Linked DNA regions of Mus musculus: region 1 is linked to region 2. Evidence: chromatin contacts called from public HiChIP or PLAC-seq data. All regions are on one chromosome and are shown on one strand. The core of a region is the stretch at or near the end of the contact, and the rest is flanking DNA. Distances in the headings are between cores, read along the strand shown.

The links. HiChIP or PLAC-seq counts read pairs in DNA pulled down with a chosen protein or histone mark.
Region 1: an H3K27ac HiChIP or PLAC-seq map of embryonic stem cells shows a contact between it and region 2, with 5 read pairs. The contact joins two enhancer-like sites. A contact is called at or near these places in 2 of 39 promoter capture datasets (hippocampal neurons and liver), 3 of 484 Hi-C or Micro-C datasets (all in embryonic stem cells) and 5 of 115 datasets of contacts at active chromatin or transcription factors (all in embryonic stem cells).

Annotation. Positions count from the first base shown.
Region 1 is chr13:41,143,922-41,147,374 of GRCm38.p6, reverse strand. It overlaps Sycp2l (synaptonemal complex protein 2-like), which reads right to left. Exons shown (of 29, transcript NM_001324525.1): 15 at 1,256-1,349; 16 at 702-820. Among named protein-coding and RNA genes, the nearest start is that of Sycp2l, 31 kb to the right of the region's middle. Within about 2 kb of position 1,739, at least 6 of the 459 cell types and tissues checked have an H3K27ac peak or open chromatin away from gene starts, as enhancers often do. A contact at or near this core is called in embryonic stem cells, where this site is marked.
Region 2 is chr13:40,867,394-40,870,668 of GRCm38.p6, reverse strand. It overlaps a transcript of Gcnt2 not described here. Among named protein-coding and RNA genes, the nearest start is that of Mir5124a, 3.2 kb to the right of the region's middle. Within about 2 kb of position 1,483, at least 134 of the 459 cell types and tissues checked have an H3K27ac peak or open chromatin away from gene starts, as enhancers often do. A contact at or near this core is called in embryonic stem cells, where this site is marked.

The DNA.
Region 1 (3,453 bases), core at 490-2,989, 280 kb before region 2:
CATGAACTCAATCTGAAGACGACAGATTATTGGCCCACAGCCGTGGAAGAGAAAACTGGGCTAGCATTCAGGAGAGGAGATGTGTGCTTGTCTATCCTGAAGGCCACAAATACTGATAGAACCTAGTGGGGAAACCCCCACTCAACTCCCGATTCGGCGTGCACCCAAGAATCATGAACTGACTACCATCTTGATATAATTACATGAGGACGTTTAATTACGGAGCTCCGGACCAACATGTATCCCACACAGGAGATAACGGATGTCAGCCACGAGGCTCGAAAGCCAGGGGTTTTTATGGGGTAAGGGGCTTAGGGGTGTGGAATCCAGCATAGCAACACACTATTGGCTTATTCAAACATTAACAGAAAGAACACAGGGCATTAGGACTTTGTTCCTGTGGGCTGGGGGCTTATCTTTGTTCACATAGCAACCAGTTGATGTATGACTTTACCCGGCACCAAGGGGCAATAGACAGAGGGGAGGTTCTGGCCAGATGGTGTTGACTTAGATAATATAGCCCTGCTGGTCCTTGCATACCTTTTTATCTTTACAGTCAAGATGTTCTTAGGAATGCCTTAACAACAATCCTGCCCTGGCATGCCTGGGGGCTGTTCTGCTTTGTTCTCAGTCTCAGGCCAGGGCAGTGGGCTCCTAAACAACTTACAAGTTACAATATTTTATCTTCCTTCAATACCAACCTCCAGGCTCCCTTTACTCACACCAGGCACCGTCTGGACATTAAAGCAGCGAGTTATTAAGCATCGGTCAGCTTCAGCATCCACGAGCTCTGGCAGGAGTGTGGATTCTTCCGCATCCTCTATATTCAGTAAGAAAGGAACAAAACCCAGTAACCTCCATGAGCCAAGCGGGCATTGTGTCCTTACTCTCCAAGCAAACATGGCTCTAGTACACCGCCACCTAGTGGTAAGAGCTGGTAGTGAGGTTGTGCCTCGACTCTCAAATCCAAAGCTAAGCACTTGAAATTGAAATTCAAGAGAAGCTGCCTTGTTCCAGTAGGGATGGGCATTGACGAATTGCATCTCCTGACAACCCCCAGCCTCTGTTCTTCTTGGCCGCTTCCAGATGTCCCAAAGAGGGACATCGGCAGAATGAGAAGGAGCTTCAAGGTTATGATCAGGTCTTCATAGGATGCTATTAGGTGACCAGCTCAGGGTGTGAAAGACTTCTTCCAAGGCATCCCCATGCTTCTACAGAGAAGTTAGAGTCAGAATTCTGCCACATCCCTGCATACCTGCTTCTCTTTCACAGCGACCAGGAATCTCACCATCTTCTTTTTCAAGGCCAGAGAAGAGTTTTACCAAAACAGAAGTCTGAAATGAGGGGGCCTTTAAAACAAAACAAAACAAAAAAACAGTTCTAAAACTGACCCCACAGCGAGTTGATTAGAGGAGCTGTGTATCTGCTACATTCTTTTGCATGTTACCCCCTCCCCCAACTACCACCTTCTAGAATCAGCTCTGTTTGTTCAGCCACTCTCCCGTGGTCTTTTGTCAACTGTCATGGCGTGAATGCACTCTTCAATCTTTGCATCTTAGAAACCATACCCACAGTTCAGTAGCTGTGAGAGCTGGGGTGTTTTTTTTTTTTTTTTGGTGCGGGGAGGTGCTGTAAGACTGCTTCTGAGTCGAGGCATTCAGAGGCTGGGTGTAGCCTCCCCTAGCCTTGAGTAGGCTGGCTTTGACCTTGCTGCCACTGAGAATGAGACCACCTGGGGTGGAACTTTCCAACTTAGATGGCTCTATTGTTTTGTCACCTGCCCCTGCTCTTCTCCAAGACACTGCTTACTGCTGAGAGGCCGGGGAGATATTCCAGAGACAGCATCCAGCAGACAGCATCCAGCAGATCCACCTATAGGCTGGCAACAGGCACCAAGAATGAATTGGCGGGGATTGGGCCTCCTCCCTTTATAAGCACAGACTCTTAGTAAACTTGGGGGCCTTGAACAGAAACATGTCTTGGCCTCCATTATTTCTCTCTCTGTTTCCTTCCATACAGCTCTGGCCTCCCACTCAGAAACCCAGTTAGTGTGGCCACAGGCAGCTACAGCTGGCCAGATGTCAGGACAAGGTCAAAGGAGACTCCAGCCTCCAGAGCTAAATAGACTCTGTTTCTTTATCAGTGACCTAGCCTGTTGATGACCTATAACAAAATATGGAGGAAGAGGGGGGAAGGAGGAGGATGGAGGAAGAGGGAGGGGAGGGAAGGGAGATGGGGAGGAGGCAAGGGGGAGGCAAGGAGAGAGGGAAGGAGAAGGGGAGGAGAAGAGGACGAGAAAGGGAGGGGAGGAGGAGGGGAGGAGAGGATGAAGGGGAGGGGGAAAGGGGAAGAAAGAAAGAAAGAAAGAAGAAAGAGAAGAAAAGAAAGAAAAAAGAGAAAAGAGAAAAGAAAAGAAAAAAAAACCTGGCATCCAGATTCTTCCAGTTTAAGTTGCTCTAAGGCCTGGAGTGACTTTACATTTACACTTCCCTGGCATGTGGCTCTCTCAATGTGAGTCTGCAGTGAGTGCCCACTAAGGAGTCTCCAATCCCCACCCTTTTCTTACAGGAGCTTCCTACTCCAGGAGTTGTGGCTTCCTCTGGTGTAGACTCCAGTCCTCCACACCAAAGACATCTCATTCAGTTTGGGGATGTGGGAATGTGCTGATTCAATGATCCTCGTAAGTAAAGGCCAACTGAGCACACATGGGGCCATTTTGTCAAGTGACATTACAGAAAAGCCTTCTTCCTAAGTTGTCCATACGCCCTCCTCTCTCATCCTCCTTGTAGGACCTTGAGAACTAGTAGATCTGTAGAACACCTTATCATCTATAAGATGCTTAAAATAGAACTCAAAACAAACGAAAGGAGCCAGCCAAGACTCTCTCCTGCACCTTGCTCCTTCCCTTCCTCTGGCCTTTCCATTCAGTCTCTTTGACTGTTGTTGGATGTCCTTTTACCACAAATCTCTGCCTTGCCTATTGTCTGTGATGAAAACGCACCCCTGTGCATGTATAGGAAGAAGTGGGGTCAAGTGGGGAGACCGCAGAATCCCAAGGCAGGTGTAGGGCATTTCTACAAGGAAAGACCAGTTACAGAGTTGAGAACCTCCCTGCTGGTTCCGCCCAGAATCAGGAAGAAAGGTCAAGAAGTCTGCCGTCTCCATGGGAGTATGAACATGGGAGTATGGGAAGGAAGTAATAATACCTCATATACAAGCTGCACTGTCCACAGTACATGCAAGAAAGCCTTTCAAGGCAGAAAGGACTTTTGTGCCCTATGTATTGAAGATAATGGACCCATGAAGAGATCAGATTGAACCTAGAACTCTCAAGTCTTCTGCTTGACCAAAGGATACATCAAAACCCAAGAGACTGAAAATATATTTTCAAACAATCAAAGAAAATGAAGCCAGGCATGGTAGCACAGGCCTTTAATCCCAGAACTTTCGAGG
Region 2 (3,275 bases), core at 234-2,733:
ATGGTGATTCTCTGGCAACACAGAAGTCACAGAGGCAGAAAATCCTTGTATCTAAGGGAGCCCTAAACCACTGCCCTGCAGGGAGGAGCAGTAAAGAGTGAGGAGTTGGGTGGGGGGTGGGGGTGGGGAGATGGGGAGGGGTGGAGGGGACAAGCTCATTTGGGCTCAGTTCTCAGTACAGAATAGTTAATAATTCTAATAATAATAGTAATAATTATAATAATAATAATTGCCCTTTTTTTCCAAAGCAAAGAAGGACTAAGTGTAGAGCTGGCAGAGTGGTTTCTCTGGGAACAGCAGTTACTCAGGATTTCAAGTTGGAGCCAAACTACCCACTTGGACTACATTTTCTGGATATTTTAAATCGAAGCCTCCCTCACAGGGCCAAAATCACTCAGGCAAATTCCAGCAATGCTTTTTTTTTTTTTTTCCCCATCCTCCCCACTTTCCTAGACAGGAACGAAAAGCACATAACTTCACTCTTCAGATCCATGAAGAGGGTCGTTTGCCCTGAGCGGTCTGATGATGACTGAGAAGTCCCATGGGTCACCCACACTCCCAGGAGTGTTTTCTGAATGGTATCACACAGGTAGCAAAGGGCACACCCTTAGAAGAAGCCCGTGGGGGGCGAGGGCATGGGAAGATAGGACTCATTCCTATTTAAAAAACAAAACAAAACAAAACAAAACAAAAAACAAACAAACAAACAAAAAACCCACTTGGGCCAGAACTGAAAAATCCATTAGATAAACTTTCTGCAAGAAAAGGGAAAAAGCTGGGCAGTGGTGGCGCACACTTGGGAGGCAGAGGCAGGTGGATTTCTGAGTTCGAGGCCAGCCTGGTCTACAAAGTGAGTTCCAGGACAGCCAGGACTATACAGAGAAACCCTGTCTTGAAAAAAAAAAAAAAAAGAAAAGAAAAAACAAAACAAAACAAAACAAAAAAAAGGGAAAAAAATACGTCTGTAGACAATATTTCTAAGATGAAAGTAACAGTTCAATTGTCTCTGGGTGCCCGTGGAGCTCTGCATCCCTCTTGTAGTTACCAGAGTCAGCAGATTCTCAGATCCCTTCTATACCTTGGCATAGTAACCCACCCAGAGCCTAAACATCCTTTGCAGACTTTAAACCAGTTCCAGACGATTTTAAATACCTAATACAGTGTAAAAGCAGTGTAAGGTGTTTATATGATTGTACCGTACCGTGTGGGCCCTAGACTCTAGGGAGTACTAAGAAGGAAAGGCCAGGAGGCTGTTTCTCTGCTGTTGCCTGGTTTCCACCTGAGATTAGTTGAATTGTTTGGGCTGCAAAGCAAGCCTGCCCAGAGGAGTGATGGATCTCCTCCACCCTAATCATGTTCCTCATTCCACAAGCTTTTGGTACCGGTCGGGCTGAGGAGGTTAGAACAAAGTGTAGAAGTGTGGTCGCAGCCATTCAGTTTACGGCCCTCACATCCGGTGTGGGCAGGCCACACAGGAACCTATTGTAGGAGGAACTGAGATAGATTTACACAATGGAATGGAGGTGTCAAGAGGAGGGGGGAGGCGGCACAAGGAGGCGAGGGGGCGAGGCAGGGCGGGGCGGGGCGGGGGCTGGTTCTGGGAACAGAGAAAGGAATGGAGAGGTGACTCTGGCTGACTTTCAAGGGCAGCTGGTTGGAATGAACAGCAAAGATAAAGAGCATTCCTTAAAGGGAGAACCGAATGAACAAGGGTGTGGCAAACGGGTAAGAGTTTGTCTCTGGGAAGCAGAGAGAGGCTTTGCCCAGCTCCCAAAGTGCTTGCTACTCCTGGAGAGAAAAAAACAAAACAAAAACAAAAAACCAAGACCAGACGCCTGTGTCACCCCAGTGACCACATTCCCCTTCCTAATCACGAACTTAACCTAACGCCTCCATACCAAACATGTGTGCGCATTGTTTTTTCCTTAATCTTACCAAGAAGTTTTCGAATAGCAATATGAAACTCTCAAGAGCCAACAGTAAGAAATCCATGCTTGCCAGGCCGTGGTGGCCCACGCCTTTAATCCCGGTATTCTGGAGGCAGGGGTAGGCAGATCTCTTGAGTTAGAGGCCAGACAGGTTTACCGAACAAGTTCTTGAACAGCCAGAGCCACACAGAGAAACCCTGCCTCAACAAAACAAAACAAAACAAAACAAAACAAAACAAAACAAAACAACAATAAAAACTAAACAACAATGAAGAAGAAAGAGAAAAGAGAAAAAAAATCCATGTCTGCCCCCCTTTCTCTCTTAGCATCAAATGAGTTCCTACAACCGGCCAGGGTCAGTTTGGATACTGTTTAACCCTTCTTCTATCAGCCTTACAAAGAGATATTTCATCCTCAGAATCTGAGAAAGGGATTAAGCTCAGAGAAACTAAGTATCTTGCTTGAAGATCAACAGACTCTTAATGGTAGAGGCAGGCTTTAAGCCATTGTTATTGTGTAGCTCAGTGGTAGAGCAGTTGCCTGGCATGTGTGAGAACTGTGTGTCACTTTCAGCAGTACAACAGTGGTGGTGGTGATGATGGTGGTGGTGGTGGTAGTGATGATATGCCACCAATAAGTACCATCTAACTGGACAGAGTAAGCAGATGTGTAGGTTGTCTATGGAACCCACTCCATAGTCCTCATAAAGTCTAAAATGCATTTCAATTGGCAGCAGTGGCTCTGGTCCCTAACTCTCAGTTTCTTCCTTTTCTTCCATGTATTTTTTTAAGTTAATTTTTTGTAAAAAAATTAATCCATTTAGTATGTCTATATAGGTGGATCCTGGGAATTGAACTCAGGTCAACAGGTTTGGTGGTGTGTGCCTTTCCCCACTAAGCCATGTTGTTCGGTCTTCCAGCCTACCTACTTTCTTTCTTTCTTTCTTTCTTTCTTTCTTTCTTTCTTTCTTTCTTTCTTTCTTTCTTTTTTCTTTCTTTCTTTCTTTCTTTCTCTTTCTTCTTCTTCTTCTTCTTCTTCTTCTTCTTCTTCTTCTTCTTCTTCCTTCCTCCTTTCCTCCCTTTTCTTCTCCCTCCTCCTCCTCCTCCTCCTCCTCCTCCTCCTCCTCCTCCTCCTTCTTCTTCTACTTTTTATAAATCTTTTTAAGATTTTATTTATTATTATATGTAAGTACACTGTAGCTATCTTCAGACACACCAGAAGAGGAGGTCAGATCTCATTACGGATGGTTGTGAGCCACCATGTGGTTGCTGGGAATTGAACTCAGGACCCTCTGGAAGAGCAGTCTGTGCTCTTAACCACTGAGCCATCTCTCCAGCACCCAGTCTA